3 separate regions of the Mus musculus genome follow, and all the other regions are linked to region 1. Evidence: chromatin contacts called from public HiChIP or PLAC-seq and promoter capture Hi-C data. All regions are on one chromosome and are shown on one strand. Each heading gives the region's core, a stretch centred on a gene start, on an enhancer-like site or on the middle of the called end of the contact. The rest is flanking DNA. Distances are from core to core; before and after follow the strand shown. Region 1 holds the start of Cds2 (CDP-diacylglycerol synthase (phosphatidate cytidylyltransferase) 2). Region 2 overlaps Slc23a2 (solute carrier family 23 (nucleobase transporters), member 2). Region 3 overlaps Slc23a2 (solute carrier family 23 (nucleobase transporters), member 2).

Region 1 (4,842 bases), core at 1,218-3,717:
TGGAAGAAAAGATTCCAGAGAAAAAACTAAATATAATGAGCAGGAAACAAACAAACAACCCAAACCAACCAACCAATCAATGAGAACCAACCAACCAACCAACCAATGAGAACCAACCAATGAGAACCAACCAATGAGAACCAACCCCAAGGAACAGAGGAAGCACATGAAGGATGACAGGAACATTTTTTACTTTTCTTTCTGCTATTGAAGGCGAGGCATTAAAGTTGAAGTGCTATTAGCATGGTTTCTAGAATGTCCGGTTAATGGAGTCCTGCTCCCTACCACACTGATTTTAGGGATGCATTTGGTTTGCGCTCAGTTAGGTTTGATGATGCTAAGTGAGAACCTTGTTCAGGCCGAGTCGGAAGGCATTATCTCACTGAGTACACACCTCATCGAGTTTCATGACTCTGATTTATATCGATTGATTTCCAGGTCTTGGTTTATTTCTGTGTGTGGGTGTTTTGTCTCTATGTGCATCTGTGCACTATGTGTGTAGCTGGTGCCCTCAGAGGCTAGACGAGGAGGTTGAATCCCCTAGGACTGTAGTCTCAGACAGTTACGGGCTCCCATGTGTGGCTGAGAATTTAGCTCAGGTCCTCTGGAAGAACAGCCAGCTCTCCTAGTCACTGAGCCATCTCTCCAGTCCTGTATTATTTTTAAAGATAATATTTTATTTTATTTTTTGTATGCATGTGACTGTATGAGTTACGTGTACACGTGTACCATGTAATTGCAGACGATCCTAGAGGCCAGAGGAGGGACTTGAGTCCCTTGGAACCAGAATTATGGGCAGTTCGTCCTGTATGGGTGCTGAGAACCAAACCTCCTTCCTCTGCAAGAGCAATAAGTGCGCCTAACCATTGAACCATTTCTCTAGCCATGTATTCTGGTCTCAAACTTGCTCCAAGGAACTTGACGCCCTTAATTATCAGAAAATAGTCACATGATATTATCACCACCCTTCACCTCTATCCTTTTTCTTTTCCTTTCCTACATAGTGATAGGGTGTTGAAAGGGTGGAAGAAGAGGGTGGAGAAGGGTAGAAGAAAGAAAAAAGCCCACAAAGTAGCCAAAGTCTGGCTTCAAAAGGTATTTATTTCTAACAGAACAAAGCAAAAACCCAAACCCAACAAAACCAGCAAACACCAGTAGAGGAACAAGAGCACCCAAGCATTTGTGCAAAGCTGTTAAATAGCAAATAAAATGCAAAGACCAGAGGGCTGAAGTTTGTCTAAGTATTTTGCTGTTAATTTGAAACATCATAACAAGAATTTGAGAATGTAAGTCTTTTTCAGAACTCTTCCTATTTTCTGAAAACTCACAGCTCTGGTCAAAATCTCTAAAAGGAACCTGACCCTTGGTGTGGAAGACTTCTTTGAGATTGCAATCTGGCTAAGGACTGGGAGCCCTGTTTTGCATGAGAACAATGCTGGAACAGCACCCATAATACTGAATTCAGGCAGCATATGTGAACATTGGTTACAGCGTGGTAACAAACGTCTGAGTTCTAATTCTTACTCGTACCCTTGTAGCTGCTGGCTAAATGCTTAAACTAGGTCAGGAATAGAGGGAGGGGCTCCATAGGAAACATTCCTTTCAGCCCAAAGGTTTTCAAAGAATTAGATGTGGGTGTTAACTTACTCACAGAAGTTGTGGTTAACAAGAGCCAAACCTGAGGGTTTTTTTTTTTTTTTGAACGATTTATTTTTATACATGAGTACACTGTAGCTGACTTCTGATACACCAGAAGAGGGCGTAAGATCTCATTACGGGTGGTTGTGAGTCACCATGTGGTTGCTGGGATTTGAACTCAGGACCTTTGGAAGAGCAGTCAGTGTTCTTACCCACTGAACCATCTCGCTAGCCCATAGGTCCTGAGTTCTACCTTCAGCACAAAACAAGACAAAAACTTAAGACAAGCAATATCTTGGATGATGTTACTTGCAGATATCATATCCATTTCTAAGTGTTTTTTGTTGTGGTTGTTTGTTTTTTGATACAGGGTCTCAGTAGCAGTGGAACAGGTTACATAGATCAGATCCACTTGCCTTTGTCTCTGGAGTGCTGTGAACAAAAAAGGTGTGTGATTGGGACGAGACTATTTCTGAGTTCGGTGCTTAGACAGAATCAGTGCTCACTAAGTTACCAGCGACCATGGCTTGGCAAGGCAAAGTGAGCTGAAACAGGTTTCACCTCCTGCTATGATGTTCAGAGGTCCACCTGGTCTCTTCGTTTGGACTCCCAAGCTGAGAGCAGCAAGTCTAGGCCGCTACGAGGCGCTGTTGTCCCCCGGTAACAGGTTACCTTCTGGACCCAGCACTCGCGCGCGGGGACTTGCGGTAGGACGCAAGGACCCCATTGGTTCACTCTGCTCTTTTTCTCCCGCCCCCTCTAGGTTTTGTCCAATGAGTGTCTCGAACTCCGCTCACGCCCCCACCCCCGCCAGGCTGCCCCGCCTCCTGGCGTCTGGGGTTCCAGGCGGAGATGGCGGCAGTGCGCGTGCGCGCTGGCTCGCAGCTTCCCGGGAGGAGGAGCGAGCGGCCGCTGGGGAAACAGCGGCTCCGCTCTCCGGGCAAGGGCGGCGGCAGCGGTGCTGGGCGGGGCCGGGCTCGGGGCTAGTGGCGCTGCTGCAGGGGCTGTGCGAGGCACGGTGGGGCTGCGAGGTGCTCGGGCCCGCCGAGAGCCCGTGCTCACTGAGCCGACCCCCGCGGCCACCGTGCTGCTCACTCGGGGTGACGTCGCGCCGGGGTCCCCAGCATGACCGAACTACGGCAGAGGGTTGTCCGCGAGGACGCACCTCCGGAGGACAAGGTAGAGGCATCGTTAAGTGCGGAGGGGCGCGCCGGCAGCCTCGCCCTCTGACCTTTATCGCGGCCCTGGGTACCAGGCCTGGGTTGCGCAGAGGGTCGGCGGGTGTCTTTTGCTTGTGGGGACAGCGGTCTGCGGGCGCGGGGAGTAGCGCGTGAGCTCTGGAGGGTCTTCGCCTTCCCTAGGCCTTCCCGATGTGGACGCTGGACACCCCACAGACCTTGCTTGGGGCCCGGAGAGCGCGATGTAGGCTCACCGCTTGCTTTACAAGTATTGCTGTTGATTGGGGAATGGGGGAGGACTCAGGCCATAGCATTTGTCTCCTGGGAGATTAAAACCTTCTTTTGAACTTGATTAAAACATTAAATCTGTTGGTTCTATCAGAGAGGAGTCTTGATCCACTCCGTGAGAGGGCGGGTTAGTGAGCAGGTGTGTGCTCCCAATGGTGGGTTTGTTTACTGCGCCAAGTGTGGGCATTGATGGGGTAAAGGAGGAAGGTAAGGAGGAGGCCATTTTGGCAGGGACACAGCCAATGTGGGGGCGCTCCTTTGGTTGAAAGTGCGAGGTTTGTGTGAAGTTGAGAAAGGTGGAGGGTGGTTGTTTTACTGTGGACATTGAATGACGGACCGTATTTGTGGTTCGGATCAGTGAGTGATGAGTAGAACCGGCTGAGGTAGCCTGGACCAGAATGATGGAGACTGGTTAAGTCAGAGATTGTCAGCTTGTGACCTGCAGAAGCTCTCGTACGTAGGCCTGCGTGCTGATACGGAAATAAGGGTTCCGTTGAAGGTCTGTTTCTAGCCTGTCTTCAATAAAGGAGGAGGATATGCCGCGTTTCCCCTGATTAATAGTTGACAGAGTTTAGTATCTTTGTTTGCTTGTTCGAGACTGGGTTTCTCTTTGTAGCCCTGGCTGTCCTGGAACTTGATCTGTAGATCAGGCTGGCCTCCATCCCAGAGATCCTTCTGAGTGCTGGGACTAAAGGCACCCCACCCCCCAATGCTGTTTAAGGAAACAGCATCAAGCCTAAGCACCCACGTTTGACATCAGAACTTTTGTTTTAGATAGAATCTCTCTAGGAAGCCCTGCTAGCTAGTTTGGACCTCCTCCACCTCTGCCTATCCTGTGCTGTATAAAGGCACTAGCCCCCTAGCCAGCTTGTACCTTTTTACTGTGTTTGAATTGGTTAGAACATCAGGAAGGAAACAAGCGTAAGCCTTAGGGTCAGTATGCCAACAGTAATTTTACTAGGAAGAATAGTTCAGATGAAAGATAAAGGGTTTAAACAACTCTGTTACAGTTGTAGACAGTGGGTCATCAGAGGAGAACTCTCTTCCTTTGGAGAAGGTCTAGGGCTGAGGTCCAGATTTGAGGAGTACCTTGCAAAGACAATACTTAGAAATCGCTAATCTTCCCCGAGGATAGTGGATTGGCCCTGAAGAAAACTGTGTTCTGAATATTCTTTGGTGGGTTTGAATGCCACCTTGTCTAATTAAGGGTGACTTGAAGGTGTGAGAAGGGGGAGAAGAAAGAAAGAAGGTCTAGCTGGGTCATGCCTGTGGTCCCAGCAGAGGCAGTGGCAGGTGGATCTCTGAATCCTCTAAACCCAGCCTGGTCTACAGAGCAAGTTCCGGGACAGCCAGGGCTACGTAGAGAAACCCAGTCTCAAACAAAACCAACCAACCAGTCGAAGTCTGATAGCTGTTGGAATACATCTTCACACAGGTATTTACTGTAACAATTAGACAAGACAAAACAACTGTGATATTAGTAGGGGCGAGGCAGCTTTTACTCTCCCCACCCAGCTCTTTGGCTCCATTCCCCAAACGTAAAGTGTCAGTTGACTCTTAACATTCACTTCCATATTTTAGGTTGAGGAGCTGTCCAGCCTTAGTAATTACAAGTGCATTTAAACCACGTGTACAGTGAAAGAACCTTGTGGTTGGTTGTGAGGTCTGCTAGGCGTATGCTCCCTAAAACATAACAGTTACGCATTCTGCTTAAAAGATTGTTGTAGGCAATCGGCCC
Region 2 (4,842 bases), core at 1,738-4,237, 170 kb before region 1:
CATTTCTAATACTTTATGTGGCAATAAAGATTTTTAAAATGTTAAGTATTGCATGCATCTAAAAGTCAAGACCACCAAGATAACTAACTCAGCCTAGCAAGTACTCAGTCTTGACATCAGCTAAACAGATGGCTTGAAGAAACCCTGTCTTTCTTTCCATGGAGTCTTAAAATTGCTCTAGTTTCTAAGACTCTGTAAATAATTAATTGCATTTCTTAGAATCTGAGGTGCATATCTCTGGTGGTTGGAATGAGATGTCTCCCATAATCTCAGACATAATCTCAACTGGTCCCCAGTTTGGGCTGTTTGGGGAGGATTAGGAGGCATGGCTTTGCTGGAGGAAGTACGTCATTGGGTGCAGGCTTCTCTGCTTCCTGTCGTGGTTTTGATTTGAGCGCTTAGCTGCCTGCCTGCTGCCATGCTCCCTGCAGTGATAGTCATGGAACCATAGCTCCAAACAAACCTTTGTCACAGTATTTCACCACATTCATTAAACCGTAACTAACACAATATGTACTTTTAAAATATTCTCTAACCTAGCAAACAAAATAATAGGTAACAAAATGAAAATGTTCCACAAAAAATGGCTAGAGCTAATACTGTGAGCCCATAGCCCATGTCCGATGGAGCTAGCCCACAGGGAGCTGCTAACTCCATGCCCTGCCACCTAGTGTTCCTTGAAAGGGGGCAAATTTGAGGGTTAAGTCCCTTTCCATAAACACTGGAATTCTGCCTCACTGTCTACGGTTAAAAAGTACAGCCTAATGAAGTTGACACTTGACACAAATGTTATAGAACAAACATTGGCCTCTGGTCCAGCAGCAGACGCTCACAGGCCTACAGTGCGGAATGTGCTAGAATGGAACTGTGTCTTTCAGAGACTGTAGTAGTGGACATGACAGAGAAACTGCACGTGCATCTGAGAGACTAGGACAGGACTGGCTCAGCAGGCTGAGCTACTCAAACTCAGAGGAAGGTCTGGCCTCACCTGACACCAGCTCCCAGGTGTTTGCTTTTGTTCTTGGATTTTAAAAACAATATTCTTTCTTTCTTTCTTTTTTCCTCTGAAGCCTTGGGGTAAGGTAACGGTTTACACAACAGTCCCATCTATGGCAGGGCCCTTGGGTCACCTGTTACCAGCTTGTTTACTGAGAAACTAGACTCTAAATTCAGCTACATGGTGGCCAGCCATACCTAAGAGGTTGATTCCTGATAAAACTTTCCATGCCAAAGCTCAGGTGAGCTTCCCTAGTTGGCAATATTTCATAAGAACTATTATGGATTGTTGTGGGAGAATTACAACACTGCCCGCCTGCCTTCACTGGGGGAAAGGTGCCGAGAGGCCTGGTGTCTCTCTAACTCTGCTGTTGTAGTTTTCCAACCAGGACTTTAATCTGCAGCTTATCTCTATACACAACTGCGAGGATGAGAACTGAATGGATTCTACAAATCATTAAGAAACACCTGAGCCCAACTGCAATTCCTGAAACACTTCTACACAGACAGGACTAAGGACATACTGGGCTCACCACACAAGGTAAATTCCACACTGTCCTATATCTTACACAAAGGAATAAAACCAAGGGCAAAATAAAGCCCTTCCTTAGTATATGCTAGTTTGCCTAATGAATGCCCCTGAAGGCCCATGTGTTTAAGGCTTCATCAAGGGTGACAACAGCCTAAGATACCATGGACCTTTAAAACATAGACTTTAGATAACACTGGAAGCTGGGGTAGAGGACTGTAAACAAAGTCCACTTTAGCCAAAACAGACAGACAGGCAGGCATACAAACAAAGGCACAGACACAAAGAGTTGAACTCTTGAAATGCATTGTGGGCCCCTGCTTGCCCCTGCCCCCTTTCTGTTTGCTGGGTCAGGATATGAGCATTGGTTCTTATGTGCCATGAGACTCTCTGGGGCGATGCCAACTAGGGTTGCCTATCTTCTCCTTCCAGACCTTTTAAGCCAGAATAGAACTCTCTTTACTTCATTTCATTATAGTCATACAAAATAAAAAAAGTACACAAACATGGTCATTCAAATTTTATTTAAAAAACAATGAATAACCACACACATGTATACATGTATGTATGTGTACATATGTAAATGCAAATCTATCTCTATAATCACATACATACATGAATGTATGCATGCCTGCATCATGCTTTGGAATGCCACACTGGTAGCTGGCAGTTTTGATTTCAGATATCCACCTTAGGTACACTTACCTTATATTTTTATTCCTATTTAATAGGTGAAAAGCTGATACCCAGAGAGTCATGGTAATTCCTTAGAGTCTGAGTCACCTCTGTAATCAGACTTGACTTTTGGTCCTCAAGCTCTTAACCACTGTTCTCGAACATTCTGGCCAAGGCTTTTACAAATACCTAGATAATGACTCTTAAGAGCTTTTAACCTTAATTGCTACTAAGACAATTAAAACCTAGTAATTATGACTCTTCCATTACAAAACAAACATACAGACACCCCCAAACCCCTGCAGAAACAGGGCCGGGCAGTAGGAAGGGGTAGCATGGGTACCTTCTCTGCAATGCCGTTCTCTGTGGTGTAGATTGCCATGAGCTCCGTGTCCTCGTTGTCCTGCTCTCCGCTGGATGTGGCCCCACCATTGATCACCACCTGAAGAGAAAGGCTACAGTGAGAGGGGCTTTCAGCACTTGCCATTCTGCTGTAGGGAAATATGGTTTTTCTAAATGGCTTCCCATAATTCTTAAGAGAGCCCTAAACTGCGCATTACATATCGCAGCGGCAAACTTTGTTTTCTTAAATGAAATAGATATGTATAGGCTACTTTAAATGGAGGAGTGTGGAGCTTCCCGTAGGGTGGAGCTGGGTAAGCCAGAGCCCCCCAGGGAAGTCAGAAATGGAACATTCCAAAGAAACCTCTAGCCATAGAATCCTCAACACTCTCCAGGGCGAGGGAAGTGACCGATAAGCCAGTGTTGCAATGTAGGTGAGCTGCTGCTGCTGAGTGGTAGTGTCCACACGGCTTTGGGTAAGATCACTTCCTCAGGAACCGAGGAAACTGCCTGTCTGCTCTAGAAAGAGGAAGTGTGGCCGTCAGAAGACTATAACTAAGCAGCCTGCTATGCGCAGCTGCTTAGGACACTGGGAAGCAGGAGAAACATCACCTCACCCCGCCCCCCATCTTGGAATCTATTCAAAGGAGCTCTAGCCTTATGCTGTGCATCCTTTGGTGAGGAACAACATGACTTATCTGGCTAGAAACAAGTATTTTCATTCCTTAATCAAATGGTTCCGTTCCTAGGGATCTCTTCTAAAGACGCAATACTGAAAGTAAAAGAGGCTTTACCCCCAAGAAAACAAGCACTTCCTAGGTGTAACAATAACTAGTCATAAACTAGTTATATTCAGATACTAGAAGAAAAATGGACATTTATGTGTATTTAAGTTTGTAGGTGCCAGGGGAGACCAGAAGAGGGCATCAGATCCTCGGACTCTCAAGTTGCAGGCAGTTATGAGCTCCCTAACCCAGCTTGGGTACTGCTGGGAACTGAACCCGGGCCTCTGACAACTGTTCTTAACTGCTAAGCCATCTTTCTAGTCCCAGGAGAGTGATTCTTACTGATAGGTTAACATCAAGGAAAACCACCTATAGCTTAGCTATAAGTGGCAACAACAGAATTACATTTTGTTTGTTTATTTGGGGGACAAGGTCTTGCTCTATAGCCCAGGCTATCCTGAAGCTCGGGATACTCCTGCTTCAACCTCCCAAGGCTGGCACTAAGGATGCTGCCACTGTACTGCCTCCAAATAGTTTTTAGAAACACAGAATAGAGGCAACCAGAGCTACAGAGTGAGATCCTACTCAGGGAGAGAGAGAGAGAGAGAGAGAGAGAGAGAGAGAGAGAGAGAGAGAGAGAGAGAGAGGTCATAAATCAATTAGTACAGATTGTACTGGTTAGAAGTATATCATTGTAATAAAAATTCCATATATAGGAATTAGAGAGATAGCTCAGTGATTAAAAACAGTGGCTGCAGAGGACCAAGGTTCAATTCCCAGCATCCACATGGGATCTCACAACCATCTTATATAGATAACTCCAGTTCCAGGAGATCTACAAAATGAGACCCTATCTCAAACACCACAACCACCACAACCAAATGTAGATTAGCAAAGAGAAAAACACAGTTTAAATTTCAGCACTGTAAAACAGAAACACTGATGGCAGTCTAAGAGAAACTGTATGTGGAATACAGAGAAAGGGGGGCTGAATCAACTATTTATAAAGAGCACCCCAAATCAACAGGGGGAGAGGGAGAGACCCACACAGGATCCAGCGTGAATAGAACAGGGCTTCGGAGTCCTACTCCTAGCTGAGAAACACGAGCAGCTGATGGCTGTTGAGAAAGGGAAGTCAATTTTCTCTAGTGGTCTGGCCCTTGTGGTTGCCTAGGAACCAGTTGATGGCTCTCCACCAATGGTTCTCCACCTGGGTGTTGAGACCTCTTTGGGAGCAGAATGACCCTTTCACAGTGATTGCATGTAAGACATACTGCGTATCAGATATTTATTTATACTACGATTCATAACAGTAGCAAAACTACAGTTATGAAGTAGCAACAAAATCACGTTATAGTTGGGGTCACCACACCGTGGGGAACCATGTTGAAGGGTCAGGTGTTAAGAAGGTTGAGAAGCACGGCTCTACACCCATGCACATATTTACAGCAGCACTAACTGAACTCTGTTCAACAGGAAGAAGAGCATGGGATAAAATTAGAAGGAAGAGGGGAAGGTCTGGGAGAACTAAGAGGTGGTCAGGAAGCTGAATATGATCAAAATACATTGTATACT
Region 3 (4,842 bases), core at 851-3,350, 140 kb before region 1:
GTGGTGATAAACCCAAGGGCAGAAGCAAGTGGCTCTCTATGAGTTCCAGTCCAGCCAGGGCTACATAGTGAGACGCTGTCTCAGCAAGCAAGCAACCAACCAACCAACCAACCAAGTGAAAAAGAAGGAAATAAGGAAGATGTGCCAAAGAAATGTCCCAGTATTTAACAGCACTTGTTGCTCTCCCAGTAAAGCTCAGTTCCCAGCTCCCACATGGCAGGCAGCACACAATCAGCGACTGCAGTTCCTCTTCTGGCCTCCACTGCATACATGGGACACTGTCATATGCATAGGCATAACATTCATGTACGTAACATAAAAAATAAATCAATCTTAAAAAGGAAAAAGAAATAAGGAAGTGTATTTAATGAAGCAAATCCCAGGGATGATAGACAAGCTGAGCTGGTGATACACTTGGCAAATGCCCATTAAAGACAATGATGGACCTGATGCCTCCAGCATCAATGCACATAAGGTGTAGGAATATAATCTGCATTTATTTAATGACAATGGCTTAAGCAGAGAAAACATTACACGGGAGAGCAAACGGACAGAGAAAGAAACACACAAAAATGTCCATAGTGGCAGGCTCAAGGATATGTCTTCCTAATTTTTATAATGCGCTGTCTTTTTAAATTTTTATTATTTCATTATATAAATATGATTGTTTTGTCTGTATTCATGCACCATGTGCATGCCTTCACCATATGCATGCCTTGTGCTGCAGAGGACAGGAGGCTGGATCCCCTGGAACTAGAGTTATAGTAAATTGTAAGCTGTCAGGTGGGTGCTAGGAATCAACTGTAGGTCCTCTGGAAGAGCAGCCAGTGCTCTTAGCTGCTGAGCCATCTCTCCAGCCCTAGGCTTATTTTTAATAGTAAACACAGATGTCTTTTACTATAAATGAAAATAAAGTAATTTCTTTTCAAATAAATGATTGGACTGGAGGAATAGCTTAGTGGGAAGAGGTACTTGCCACTGAATCTGACTACACGAGTTTGATCTTGAGAACCCACATGGTGAATGGGAGATGAATTGTATATATATGGAGTATGTACATATTTTTAAAAGCACTTACTTTGTATTTATTGATTGATTAGGTATGTTAGTTTTTGTTTTTTTAAGACAGGGTCTCACCATGTAACTCTGAGTAGCCTAGAAGTCACTACATCCACGTCAGCCTCAAACCTGTCCTTCACCTGCTTGTGCCTGGGATTGAGAGTATTTGCCACACTTCTATGCATTTATAACAGGTCTTGTAACTATACACTTAGAGGATTTCACAATATATAAATTAAAACTAAATAAAAATATCATGACATAGTATTTCATAGCATACTCAATTCATTTGGTTTTGATAAAAGAGAATGTAGGACTAGGAATGTCCTTTCTTGTAACTTTTCTATAGGACAATTTGCCAATATCTATCAACACTTTAGGTACTGTCTAACAACCTTACCACTAGGCCATTGTCCCCCATAAGAGATGCTGCAGCAGTATCATTTAGAATGTCAAAACTAACTTGGCCGGGCAGTGGTGGCGCACGCCTTTAACCCCAGCACTTGGGAGGCAGAGGCAGGCAGATTTCTGAGTTCGAGGCCAGCCTGGTCTACAGAGTGAGTTCTAGGACAGCCAAGAGGACACAGAGAAACCCTGTCTCAAAAAACAAAAGAAATCAAACAAAAGAAAAAAGAAAAAGAAAGAGAAAAAGAAAAAGAAAAAGAAAAACTTAACTAAGACTAGGGCTGAGGCTGGCGGCCCACGTTTGTGAGCCCAGATTCCCTGGAGAATGAGACAGGACAGGACTATCTGGGCTACAGAAGTTAAGGCCAGCCAAATAGCTTGGTGAGAGAGACCTTGCCCCATCTTTTTAAAAGTTAAAAAAGGGGGGTGGGGCGGGGAGGGGTACGCTGTGGGCACAGCTTGGAGGTTAAGCATGCCAAAGGCCATGCATGAGTTTAATCTCTTGTAGTGAAACAAACAAAACACAAAAACATTGCACTGCCTGTCCATCAAGCTTTGGGGTAAGAACAGTAGAAACAAAGAGGGAGTAAAGCTTCTTAGTGCTCTGCAAGGGTTCAAGGCCGGCAACCACACTGCAGAGTGCTAGGAAGGGTGAGAGAGCAGGCCACTGCCATGGTGACCCCGGGACAGCCAACAGCAACACACTCAACAAAGCTTTGCTAATAACAAGCAAAGCCAAAAGCAAAAAAAGCAAAACAAATATTTACCTCCTACCTTGTAATTAATCTGAGGGTCAAGATCGTACACGTTTATTTTCTAATCTACTTACTGACAGGCTCTAGCAGGCCCCAGCATGGCAAACATGGCTCTGGCTGACCTTCCCCTTCCCCTAGTCCCTCTTTCTTGCTAAACTTTACATTCCTAATGCTAGCCACCAAAGTCTATTCCCTTGGCCACTTCCTCCTCCTGAGGCTGACCACCAAGGTCCAGCTATCAAAGTACCAAAGTCCAGCAACCAAAAGGCCCCCTCTGGCTCACCTACTTAACATGCCAATCAAACGAGCCAACTCACCCTAACATGGGTTTCCCCTAACCACCATTTGCCTATGGGCCACATCTGTCCACTCTCTATCCAGAGGCAGTCCTTTGTAGAGCCTTCTGTGGGGCAAATATCCCTTCTCACTCTCCCTTGTTCCCTTCACTCCTCCCTCGTCTCCTGCCTTTGTCTCACATTCCCTGCCCTTTGTTCTGGGGTAGATAAATCTCCTTTGTGCTGAGAACTTGGTCTTGGGGTGTCCTGTGCGGACACTGATTTTGGCCTAGAGGAGTCCATTATCCTATCATCAGCATTCACCTAACAGTTCGTCCATCACTCCCAGGCTCTTCCTAAAGTGTACAATGGACGAGGTCAGTACGGGGCTCCAGGAATAAGGGGCTCCCGGCAGAGCTCTATGAAGAAGCACACAGCTCCGCTGCTTGTGTTTTAGGAACACCCATGGCGCTCTGGACCGGTCCAGGCACTGTTACTGCAGTTGAGCTCTAGGATGGAAGCTGAAGGGCAAGTTCTAGGAAGCAGAACCAAATCCTAGCTGGAGAAAAGCTAGTGGTGGATTAAAATCTAAAGCAACCTTAGACCTAGCCGGAGGTGCTCTGCAGGGATGGAGTCCACTTCTCACCCACCCATGCCCAGTCCTAAAGCTCTTCCCGTGGCTTCTCTATTACAGAACGTCTTCAAGGCTCCAGCCCAAACCAAGCTTGGTCACATACGACACGTTCACTCCTGTGGAGGTTCACGTCTGTGACAACTACCTACAAGACTGAAGCTCAAGCAGGAAGCTCACAAGTTCAAAGTCTGCCTAGGCTACAGAGTGAGCCTGAGGTCAGCCTGGGATATGGAAGTTCAAAGTTAGTAGGTAAGTCTTGGTAACAACGTAATTTCTTGTCTAAAATAAAATAAAATAAAATAAAAATTAAGAGCTAGGGCTGCCACTCAGTGGTTAGAATATTTACCTAGCATGTTCAAACCTCAGTGCCAACAAAACAAAACTCTCCTCTTGTCGCACAAAATACAGTCTTGTCTTTTTTCTTTTGATTTTTTTCAGGACAGGATTTCTCTGTGTAGCCCTGGCTGTCCTGGAACTCACTCTGTAGACCAAGCTAGCTTCAAATTCAGATGCCCCTGCCCCTGACCACCAACACCACCGGGTACACAAAATAGTTTCAAAAATATTACTTTAGAAGACTACCTGCAAAATCAACTTTGCTCTCAGTTGGACTTTTTTTTTCTTTTTTGTTCTGTTTTGTTTTGTTTTTTTCGAGACAGGGTTTCTCATTATAGCCCTGGCTGTCCTGGAACTCACTCTATAGACCAAGCTGGCCTCGAACTCAGAAATCCGCCTGCCTCTGCCTCCCAAGTGCTGGGGTTAAAGGGGTGCGTCACCACGCCCGGCTGGGCTTTTTTTTTTTTTTTTCATGGATTTAAACATCATGTCCTTAGCACAGGGCTTTGATTAGAAACCCAAGCACACGGAGTCATTTCTAAAGCAGTGTTGGTGAGTTTATTAGAGTATATCACAACTCTTCCGCTTTATGCTTAGTTGTGGTTGTTAGTTACTATCACAGTTTACCAACTAAACTTCAGCCCAAGTATCTGTACACAGGAAAGGGCGCCGTTCACACAGGGCTCGGTACTCTGAAGTCTGTGTGCCCATGCACAACTCATGGACCGACTGGTCCACATCCTAGAGTAAAGGGCTTCTTTCCTGACAGGCCTCGGGACACAGAGTGAGAAAGTAGGAGTTTGTGCCCATCAGGACAGCAAAGCCCCTGCATTTAATTTACCAGTGCTCCATGTTGCTCGAATACCACCAAAATTAGGATTTTGTTACACACTAGGATGGTCATGCCCTGCTTCTAAAGCTAAAGGATGGACATCTCTCCGGCTTCCTCTAGAATCGGGTGGCTTCAGTGAGGACTGTCACCCACACGCATATGTGCCTCAGCACTTGCTCTTTGGCTGGCAGCACGGTTGAGGGAGGTTATAAACTTTTAGGACGTATCACTGGGGACAGGCTTAGAGAATTCACGGCCCCAGCCCTCCTCCAGTTTGCTCTCTGCTTCCTGTGAAGTAGCTGGACATATGATCTCTCAGCTTCTTGCTCTGACCACCTGCTGCCACGCCTCTGCCGGGACTATGGACAATCCCTCTTCCTTCTAGAAGTTGCTTTGGCCATAGTATCTTATCACGGCAACAGAAAAGTGACATGTACCTGTACATACATTTACAACGAAAACCTGGAGCCAGACTTAGTGGCTATCCCGGGTAGAGCCAGCACAGCCCTAGCCATGAGCCTGGCCATCCAGACTGATGGGAACTCT

What was found. Promoter capture Hi-C pulls out the DNA fragments that hold promoters and counts their contacts. HiChIP or PLAC-seq counts read pairs in DNA pulled down with a chosen protein or histone mark.
Region 2: a contact with region 1 is called in an H3K4me3 HiChIP or PLAC-seq map of the 230-238 cell line, with 12 read pairs. The contact joins the enhancer-like site here to the promoter of Cds2 in region 1. A contact is called at or near these places in 2 of 39 promoter capture datasets (the C10 cell line and macrophages), 2 of 484 Hi-C or Micro-C datasets (neutrophils and spermatogonial stem cells), 3 of 115 datasets of contacts at active chromatin or transcription factors (the 230-238 cell line, embryonic stem cells and pancreatic cancer cells) and 3 of 9 other capture datasets (adipose tissue, liver and pancreatic islet).
Region 3: a promoter capture Hi-C map of the C10 cell line shows a contact between it and region 1. The contact joins the enhancer-like site here to the promoter of Cds2 in region 1. A contact is called at or near these places in 4 of 39 promoter capture datasets (the C10 cell line, embryonic stem cells, liver and 1 more), 8 of 115 datasets of contacts at active chromatin or transcription factors (bone marrow-derived macrophages, embryonic stem cells, memory CD8 T cells and 1 more) and 4 of 9 other capture datasets (adipose tissue, liver, macrophages and 1 more).

What each region holds. Positions count from the first base shown.
Region 1 is chr2:132,260,681-132,265,522 of GRCm38.p6, forward strand. Cds2 (CDP-diacylglycerol synthase (phosphatidate cytidylyltransferase) 2) reads left to right here and starts at 2,468. Exons shown (of 13, transcript NM_138651.7): 1 at 2,468-2,817. The coding sequence starts at 2,764. It overlaps Gm46766 (a long non-coding RNA gene), which reads left to right and starts at 2,824. Exons shown (of 2, transcript XR_001783482.2): 1 at 2,824-3,060.
Region 2 is chr2:132,091,599-132,096,440 of GRCm38.p6, forward strand. It overlaps Slc23a2 (solute carrier family 23 (nucleobase transporters), member 2), which reads right to left. Exons shown (of 16, transcript NM_018824.2): 3 at 2,544-2,642. Among named protein-coding and RNA genes, the nearest start is that of Gm14051, 50 kb to the right of the region's middle. Within about 2 kb of position 2,988, at least 123 of the 459 cell types and tissues checked have an H3K27ac peak or open chromatin away from gene starts, as enhancers often do. A contact at or near this core is called in the 230-238 cell line, adipose tissue, liver and 1 more, where this site is marked.
Region 3 is chr2:132,121,006-132,125,847 of GRCm38.p6, forward strand. The region is part of intron 1 of Slc23a2 (solute carrier family 23 (nucleobase transporters), member 2); the gene reads right to left. Among named protein-coding and RNA genes, the nearest start is that of Gm14051, 20 kb to the right of the region's middle. Within about 2 kb of position 2,101, at least 14 of the 459 cell types and tissues checked have an H3K27ac peak or open chromatin away from gene starts, as enhancers often do. A contact at or near this core is called in liver and pancreatic islet, where this site is marked.